2 separate regions of the Capsicum annuum genome follow, and region 1 is linked to region 2. A link is a contact called in public Hi-C data. All regions are on one chromosome and are shown on one strand. Each heading gives the region's core, a stretch centred on a gene start, on an enhancer-like site or on the middle of the called end of the contact. The rest is flanking DNA. Distances are from core to core; before and after follow the strand shown.

What was found. Hi-C and Micro-C count contacts between places; a contact is called where the count stands out from the background.
Region 1: a contact with region 2 is called in a Hi-C map of leaf, with 2.2 times the contacts expected there. The contact joins the promoter of LOC107873998 here to the enhancer-like site in region 2. A contact is called at or near these places in 3 of 5 Hi-C or Micro-C datasets (bud, leaf and placenta).

Annotation. Positions count from the first base shown.
Region 1 is chr1:44,777,740-44,782,670 of UCD10Xv1.1, forward strand. LOC107873998 reads right to left here and starts at 1,727. Exons shown (of 2, transcript XM_047396430.1): 1 at 1,529-1,727; 2 at 1-31. The coding sequence starts at 8.
Region 2 is chr1:44,689,909-44,694,859 of UCD10Xv1.1, forward strand. No RefSeq gene overlaps it. Among protein-coding and RNA genes, the nearest start is that of LOC107873982, 13 kb to the right of the region's middle. Within about 2 kb of position 1,458, at least 2 of the 5 cell types and tissues checked have an H3K27ac peak or open chromatin away from gene starts, as enhancers often do. A contact at or near this core is called in leaf, where this site is marked.

The sequences.
Region 1 (4,931 bases), core at 477-2,976, 88 kb after region 2:
ATGGCCATCTTCTCTCAAAATATCAGACCACCTAAAGAGAATCATGAAAAGAGATAGTTCAGCCTATCTCAACTTTATTGTTCTTCTAATTTAAAAAAAAAAAAAACAACTTTCCAAAGCAAATAGGCTAATTATGCAGCCTACTAAATCAAGTACAAAAAAGGAAGTGCTCAAGAAACATAAACATGAGCAAACCATAAACAAAGGCGGATCTACAGTACTATTTATGGGTTCACGTCTTAGTAGCTTTAGCACGAACTCTATATATGTATAACTAAAAAAAATACTTTAGTGTGAACTCAATTATTATTGTATATTAACTTAAGGTTGTTGTAGGAACCCAAAAACTTCAAATCCTGATTTGCCTCTCACCATAAACAAGAAATACGAAAAAAGCAGTACCTTTTTAGTTTGTTTTATCTTCTATCAAAACAACAACAACAACAACAACAAACCCAGTGTAGTCTCATAACGGTGTCTGGGGAGGATAATGTGTACGCATACCTTATCCCTAAAAGAAAAGACACATAACACCTCATCGAGAACCAATTATTTCTTTGATCTTTATAGATGAACTTGGGAGCGGAGCCACCTTGTACTAAGGGTGGTCAGGTGAACTCATCGAGAACCAATTATTTCTTTGATCTTAATAGATGGACTTGGGGGCAGAGCCACCTTGTACTAAGGCCTGACCTTGTCGGAAAATTATACCGCGTGTGTAAGTAAAATTCTATTATATTTGGTTAAATATAAAAGTTTGAACAACCTTAGCGCATCTGAGGGATGTAGCTTAGCGGTGACCCTCCAAGAACAAAAAGGACATAATCAAGAAACACAAATATGAGAATATCTTAAAGAATACCTTCGAAAACGGAAGTAACTTTGAGCTTGTTTAGGATAGGGAAAACTTTTAAAATAGCGATTTCATCTATCTTCTAACCAAAACCCAATAATCCTAAGTCAACACTCCAACTATGCAACTCAAGAGTGTGGTTTAGTGGTCAATGAAGTGGTTGAGAACCACACGGTCTGAAGTTCAATTCTCCAACGGAAACAAAAACATCAAGTGATTTCTTCACAATTTGCCAAAGCCTTGATGGACATAATTACCCAGTAACTATGTTGGTGGGAGGTAGCATTTGTCCCATGAAATTAGTCAAGGGGCACGCAAGTTGAACCGGCCACCACAATTATCAAAAGAAAAGAAGACTTCAATTAAGCAACATACCCTCCAAGGACATAATCAAGAAACACTAAGTATGATCAAAACCTTAAAAAAGGAAGTACCTTTCAACTTGTTTTATCTTCTACACCACAAACCAAACAAGAAAAACACATAAAACCCACCAAGAACACAATCAAGAAACACAAATATGATCAAAACCTCAAAAAAAGGAAGTACCTTTCAGGTTGTTTAATCTTCCACCCCATAAACCAAACAACTAAAACACATAAACCCCATCAAGAACACAATTATAAACATAAACATGAGCAAAACCTTCAACAACAACTAAGAAAAAGGAAGTACCTTTCAACCTTTTTTATGTTCCATCAAGACACCTCATAAAACCAAACAAGAAAAACACACAAACGCCCACCAAGAATCACTTATTTTCTTTAATTTTCTTGATTGTAAACAAATAAAAACTAAGATATTGATGAAAGAAAAACTCAAAGGCCATTGCATTAATAATAAACAGATGAATAAAATTATGCTAAAGGTTACACTAGGCAGCAAATGCAAGAAAGGAGGGAAAAGAGAAAAGACAAATAGAAGCTGTCAAGTACAATATGCTAGTTAAAATCACTTGTCTCCAAAGTCATGAAGTTAGAAATTTCGTTAATGATATTCAACATTTAATATATATACGTACGTAAAATTACTTTTTAAACTATATATTTAGTATTTCCTCCATTTAAAATGAATGACTTACTTTGATTTGGCACAAAGTTTAAGAATATAATAAAGACTTTTGAATTTTAGCCTTAAATTAAAGTTATGTCAAAGGTACTAAAATACCCTTTAATCTTGTGGTCCTAAACATGTCATGCGGAAAGTTGAAATTAAAGTATTATCAAAAAAAAAAAAAAAGGGTCATTCTTTTTTAAACGAAGGAAATATAATTTTTTACATGCAACGAAGAGTGTTCAACTAACCGCAATTTGATACAACAATATTAGCTATTTGTACTACACCTACTATGATGGGAATGTTTGTCTTTGAATATGGATTAAAGTATATAATAAGGTTTTGTTTAGCTGAAGTTATATTTCTTTGTTTATTAATTTTTGGCAGGCCAAAAGCCTTAACTGTTTCAATGGCCGTTCCCTCCATTGCTTTCAAAGAATTTTTTATAAAAATACAAATTATGATCTCCAACTTTGGATGTGCACATACGGCGTTCTACGTGGTTAATTTTTCTCCTACATGACATTCTATATGTATCTTGATACGTAGTACGTGTGTGTCTATTTATTCAACTTTATACAAGTTTAAGTGTCTACTTGTGCACACTCGAAGTTAGATAGCATAGATAAGTGGCGGAGTCAGAATTTTCATTGAGGGGTTCAGAAGTATATATACGAATTAGTCGAACGGGGTTCAACCTTGCTAAAAAATATTTTAACCATATAAAAATAGTATAAAACTAGTATAATTTTCTGTCAAAGGAGGTTCGGATGAAACCCTGGAGTAAAGGGGACTCCGCCATTGACATAGATGTGATTTGAGGCTAAGTGAAGAGTAATGTACTAATGTTTATGTATTAGTAAAAGTTACGTAAATTTCAATCATTTTGGAGTCGATTACTCCCTATCTCATTTTTTTTGTTAAATCTCTGATTTAGATATACAAATACATCGCATCTTTTTCAAATAGATCACTTAATTTTATATGAATACATCACATTCATTCAAATACAACATGTGAGAGTTTTGTAGTGGGATATATGCATGTTGGAGTTTTGTAGTGCTTACAAGCCCATAATTTGAAATTTCAAAAGTTGGTAAGTGTGTTTTTTATTCAATTAGTCGTTTGGCCATGAAATTTTTTTACTTTTATTCAAAAATAGGATGTGTTTGGACATGAGAATTCCAAATATAATTTTGAAATTGTATTTGAAAAAGTGAAAACGGTATGTGTTTGGCCACGAGAATTCCAAATACAACTTCAAAATTATATTTGGAAAAATGAAAACAAGTTTTACTTATTTTCACCTTTTTCACACATACTTTTCTCACAAAGTTTCAAAAACAACTTTAATTTATATTCATGGTCAAACACAACTCCAACTCCAACTTCAATTTTAACTTCAACTCCAACTCCAAAAAATTATGATTTTCGTGACCAAACGGGACGGTCTATTATGGCTTGTAGTTTGTCATCATTTCCTTTCTTAAGAATTTTCATATGGGCCTTTCTAATTGGCCCATGTTGATGTTATAGTTGACACGGGCCTTTCTAATTGGCCTAATTGATGACATAGCAACTATATATGAATCTCTTTTTAATTCTTATTACATTTTTTAACCTAAAATATTTGTTACGTTTCATTGAGGGCTTCTATACACTTTAATCGCAATTCCTTTTTCAAATAATTATATTCATAAGAGAATTTTAGTTTTTAATAATATTTTCGTATAGTTTTTAAATATTTAATTTTTAAATTAATCTAGCCTAATTTAATTTTAAAAACTAGTTAAATTAAAATTAAAAAATGATGTGTGACAAAATTTAAACAAATTTTGAAGCTAAAATTTCTCTTAGAATTGGAGTGTCATATCTTAGTATAACTTTTATTCTTAAACCTTCAATAATTTAGCTTCTGTAGTGACTTCTAATGTGCTTATAAAGGCATGTCTAATATGCCAAGAGGTTGTATTAATTATTTTATTAACAAACTATAATATATATTATATTATTTTAATTAAAATATTTATTATTACATTTTAAATTTGTGTTTCATCTTAGCACGGTCTCGTGAAATTAATTTGTGTATAGAATGACTAAAGAAAGAAAATACTGGTTGTTTATCTATTTTTTGGTCCTTGTTCAAATTCTTGTAATGAGCAATTGCACAAATAGCCATTTGTTAAGAATCACATCAAATAATCTTGAAAATGGATGATCTTAAATTTTTAGCTTTCACTTTCTCCTATAAAAAAAACTTTAACGTTAAAAATCAAAACTTGCTATAATTTAAATTTTCTCTTGAGGTGAGCAAGGTCAAAAGTTCAAGATTGGTCACCTTCAGGGTCATTCTTACCGGATCATTCTTACAATTCATCATTTATATGACTTCATTTAAAGAATAGTTAAAGTTACAAAGTATTTAAATTATAGCCGCATCAAATTTAATTTAGAGATGTGTTGCTAAAGTTTAATTACAATACTACAAACCTTCAAGTCTAGCTTCAGACTCGAAGGTTCTCAAACAATTGGTTTAGCTTTTCAAAGTTGATTTATATACTTATTTTATCTATTACAATCGACGCACGAATAATTCAGAAACACATCAAAAAGTTATGTATTTAAACCATATAAGTATATGTGTGAAGAAAGAAGAGGAGATGTGATTAAACTTTGAATAACTCTTTAAAGTGGCTATATTTTAAACATTACTACCACAAAGGCTACCTAATGCCTGTTGGGTTCAATATGTATGAAAAAAGTGTGAATGGAAAATGAAGGGACACAGCCTTTGAGGAAAAGACATATTGTTTTGAGAAAGGAGTGACTATTCAGATAGTTGTGTCTGTTCAGAAAAAAGACACAATGTTTTGAATGAACAGACATGACTCTTCCAAAAGGATACACCTTTTCAGATAAACCATTGCCACCTTTGAAAAGGGACACTTGATGGTTATATAAACCTGCATTTATCCACAGGTTTAGGTATGAAAAATTTTCTGAATATACAAACTCTTCTTGT
Region 2 (4,951 bases), core at 208-2,707:
AACAAATGAGTCATATGTTGCAACAACTTAGTCATTTGTTGTAACAGATGTCTATATTTGTTTGATAATGTTCAATAGATGAATTAGTTGTTGCAACAAGTGAGTCATCTGTTGCAACAGATGTCTATATCTGTTTGGTCATTTTTAATAAATGTTTTTATTTGTATGGTCATTTCTAACAGATTACTCATCTGTTGTAACGTGTTAGTAATTGATACAAGAATAATCCCGGATATGGATTTATGAGAGTGTGTGTTGGATCCGAGACTTGGTGTGTTTAATTGAAGAGCCAAAGAGGACCTAATTATGCACCCAAAACAGTCCAAACACTACACTTGGGCTACACTTGATGGGAGCCCATCACTTAAGGGCCTTTTGGTCATTTTTAGCTTTCATTTTGTAATAACTGTATAAGTAACATGTTGGGGCTTCCATTAGTAGTTTTTGGATGATATTTGTAAGTCTTGTAAGACTTGAAACACCATAGCTAGGGCTTGGAAAACCCACCAACCGAAACTAGGATAAGATTTAGTGTGGAATCACTAGTGATTGTAAATTGCTTGGAAACATTGATGCTTGGGAGGTGGAATCCGAACTTGTATTTTTGTAAGAGATTGGTTTATTGTTGTGTGTAATGTTAAGGGTCCAAGATTGTCCATTCTTGGGTTCTTAAGATTATGCCTTTATGTGGTCTATCTATCTATCTATCATTTTACCTTCTTGTAATCTTGTTTATTGTTTGTGTTATAATCTTATGTTCTTGTTGTTATTGTTAAATCCGAATATTGTGTCTTCTTGTTTATCATCTTGAGTTCATTTTATTCTTGTTCTTGTTGTTGTTTTGGTGTTAAAACACACAATTATATCTTGTATTCTTGTTGTTGGTAGTGAATCCGAGAGTGGTTTCCAAAAAGGTCCTCGGATCCTTAAGATTTGCAGACTGTTTTGGAGTTGTTTTGTGTTTCCCTTGTTGTTCTTGTATAAGTAATCTATTGATTCAAATTAAGTCATTATTAGTAATAACTAAATTGATTACTAAAATAAAATATGAATTAATTAATAAGCTCAATTACAGTTTTAATTAATCTCATGGTAATTACACGATCAACTAAATATGTTCGTCCTGAGTAGAGTGATCAATTGACGAATTTTATTTGAAATGATTCAAACTAAGTCATCACTAGAAATAACTATTTTGATTTAACTAAAATTAAAGATGAATTAGTAAGTTCAATTACGATTTCAATCAATCTCGTAGTAATTACATGATCAATTAAGTGTTTCGTACTGAGTAGAATGATTAATTGACCAATTTTATTTGAAATAATTCGAATTAAACCATTATTTTTTTTAAAAAAAATAATTCGTGGTATTTTCCATTTATAAAGAAACAAAGTACACTATTGAGTAGGCTTGGAGTCCTACTCATCTGCTTTGAGAGGTCGACAGGCCAACCTCTTTATTAAAAGCCAGTCACTACGGGATCTCCTAATCCAGATGGGCTACTAGGGAGGGTTGAAACAAATTTCCCTATCTTTCAATTGTTTGATTCAAAATGATACCATTTCCAATTTATCTAATCTTGCTAGACCCCTACATTCCTTTGGAAGATTCACAAAAGTAGTGAATATGAGCTTTCTTTTATGGGCGTGACTGTATGCCGCTAATTTGTCTGCAACTCTGTTTCCTTCGCGATAGCAGTGCTGAACTTGAAATTTCTCCAACTCCATCCATTTTCTAATTTCCTCGACCGCTTGCATTAGTCTCCATGGTACTGTACTTTCTCCTTTAACGCATTGTAAGTAGTTGAGAATCTGCTTCAACTACCTGTACGTTTGTATTATATACTCTGCTCAACTGCAACCCAATTTGCATCGCTTGGCATTCAGCCCAATTGCTAGTACCCTGGCCTAAATATATCGAAAATGCTATCTTTATGTTGCCTACAGCATCTCTTATAATCCCACCCACTCCACACAATTCCACCCTGACAACTTCCGTCCCCTTGGAGGCTTGTTCCACCTCACCACTTTGTGTGTTCTTATGTTCATTTTTCTATCCACTAGATGTTGTAGTTGTACCCACGTTCGTGTGATGCAAAATTCCTCAAATTTCTCGCCTATCAGGTCAAAAAGATTTTTTAGGATAAAATTCTCTCACCTGTGTGCAAAAGCTTTCTCCATACGATATTGAGCAGTATTTCTCGACCTCCACAACTCCCACGTGATAAGATCGGAAAGGACTTTGACTATAAAAGCAGCAACCGGGTTGACTGATTTACACTTCCACCACTTTATGGGATTTGACTAAGGTGAAGACCCGCTAAACTAACTCCCACCAATCCAGCAAATTTTTTCCAGATTTCTTGGACAAGAGTTCCTTGTCTAAAAATATGCTCAACATCTTCTGTAATTTGGGTCGGAGGTGTACAACAGTAACATGATGGGTCCACATTTATTCCAAATTTGCAAACTTTTTCATCCGTTGGCAGTCTATTATGGACTGCTCTCCAAGTAGCAAAGACCATCTTGAAAGGTATCATTTTATACCATAGATGAGAGTAAAATTCAGACGGATCTCTCTTTTGACGCAATATCGCCCACATTGAGGAGACTGTGAAGTTGCTTTTTGTCGTAACCTTCCATATCGCCCTATCGCGTTTCTCATTATTGAGCTTTACAATTTGTTTCATCACCTTATTTTGCGCTAGTTCAGGGATGTCAAAATCCAATGCCTCTAGGTGTCATTCTCCTCCTCTATATACTGATGCCAGTGAAATTTCCTTGGGTTTTGTGCCATCCTCCATATATCTTATCAAAGGAACCTCTCCTGTCCAGTTATGATACCAAAAGGATAATTTTCCATCACCTGGTTTCCACACCATGTTCTCCTCTAATTTTTCTATGACTCGTGACATATCCCTCCAGTGAAGTGATTGACCAGGATACCATTTTGTTACCGTGGGTAGCATAAACTCCTTCCATAATGTGTTCCCAGTTCTAAGGTTCCACCACGCCTTTGCTGCCAGTGCTTTGCACGTGTCTTTAATTCTCCTAAACTGAGCACCCCCTTCTTTGTACGGATAGCATAGGTACTTCTACGCAACCCAATGATGTCTATCATTGCTGTCCGACCCCTTCCAAAAGAAGTTTCCAAACACATTTTCAATTTATTTGATTACTTCTTTTGGTGGATGTATTATTGTCAGTAGATGAGTGGGGATTGCCTGAAGCACATGCTTTATCAAGATTGCCTTAACTCCTGCCAAAAGAAATCTTGTTTGCCATCCCCGTAGTCTATTTGTCACTTTAGCTATCATCTCTGAGAAATGAGCAATCTTTTGTTTTCCAAGAATAAGTGGACAACCTAGATATTTCACTGGAAATTGCTTAATCTGCATCCCTGTTATCATTGTTACTCTACTCCTTGTGTTTAGAGATGATTGTGGCTGAAGCATCAAACAACTTTTTAATTTGTTGACTCTTTGTCCCGACACGCTCTCATACTTCTTTAATGCCTTCATCATCAATTTCAAAGATCTCGTATGCCCACTTGTGAAGATGATGACATCGTCCGTAAAAGCTAGATGGCTAATTTGGGGTCCATTTCTTCTCATGTAAAAACCACTGTAATTTCCGCATTGCTGGAGATCATTCAGCAATATTGAGAGTAACTCGGCCCCAAGAACAAATAATGACGGTGAAAGTGGGTCCCCTTGTCTCAGGCTGTTGCTCGATTTAAAGAATCCGTGCCTCTGCCCGTTGACTATAATTGAATACCAGTTGTTTGAGATGTGTCTTAGAACCATATCTATCCACTGGTGTGAGAATCTTAGTTTTTCCATGATGTTACTTAGGTATGACCATCCAACCCTGTCGTATGCCTTTGCCATATCTAGCTTCATTACCACATTTTCCCCTTTTTGCGATTTCCTGATGTCTCCGATTATTTCTTGTGCTAATAAGATATTTTCTGAGATCATTCTTCCTTTCACAAATCCCGACTGATTATTTAAGACAATTCTTGGCAGGATTGAGGCTAGCCTAGCATTGAGGATTTTTGCCATGATCTTGCTTGACAAATTGAATAGGCTTATGGGCCTGAGATCTGTCAATTGTTGGGGGTGCTCAACTTTTGGAATCATCACAAGGCACGTCAGCCTCCTAAACTTTCTTCTTTAATAATGTCCCAACAATGTTGGTGGAATAGTGCGCCCAGTCCATCAGGCCCTGCTGCACTATCTGCATTAATTGAGAAAACACACTCTCACTTCCTCCATGTTGGTAATGCCGTTAGTATTTCATTATCTTCTTTTATCACTTTAGCAGAAATTTTTATTCAGGATAGGGTGATCTCCCATTGCCTCACCATGGTAAAAAATTTGATGGAAGTAGTTAATTGTCGCATCTGCTATGTTGCTAGTTCCTTCCCGCCATACTCCATCATTATCCTGAATTTTCTGCATATTCAACCTCTGTTTTCTTCCTTTTATCACATTGTGAAAGTAGGCAGTATTTTTATCCCCCTCTTTCAGCCACTTTGCTTTTGCTTTTTGTTGTAATACCGAGTCTTGTAGCTTTAGAAATTGGAGATATTGTGCCTTCTTGAGATTTATTTTCGATCTCTTTTCTGGATCATCATCAATGGTAAGCTCATACTCCGCCTCTTCAATTTCTTTCTCTAGCCTTTTTGGTTCTTCATATATGTCACCAAAAGCTTGTCTTGACCAACAACTTAGTTTTTGACATACTTTTTTCAACTTTTGGTGAAGAATCCACATGGCGTTACCAACTACTTTCTCTTGCCAAGCCTCTGCAACTACACCCTTGAAATCTTCGTGCTCAATCCAAAAGTCCAGGAACTTAAAATACTTCGGTCTATTTACTTCTGGTGTTCTAATTGTGATGAGAAGTGGGGCATGATCCGAGCTTACTCTAGCTAAGTGTTGAAC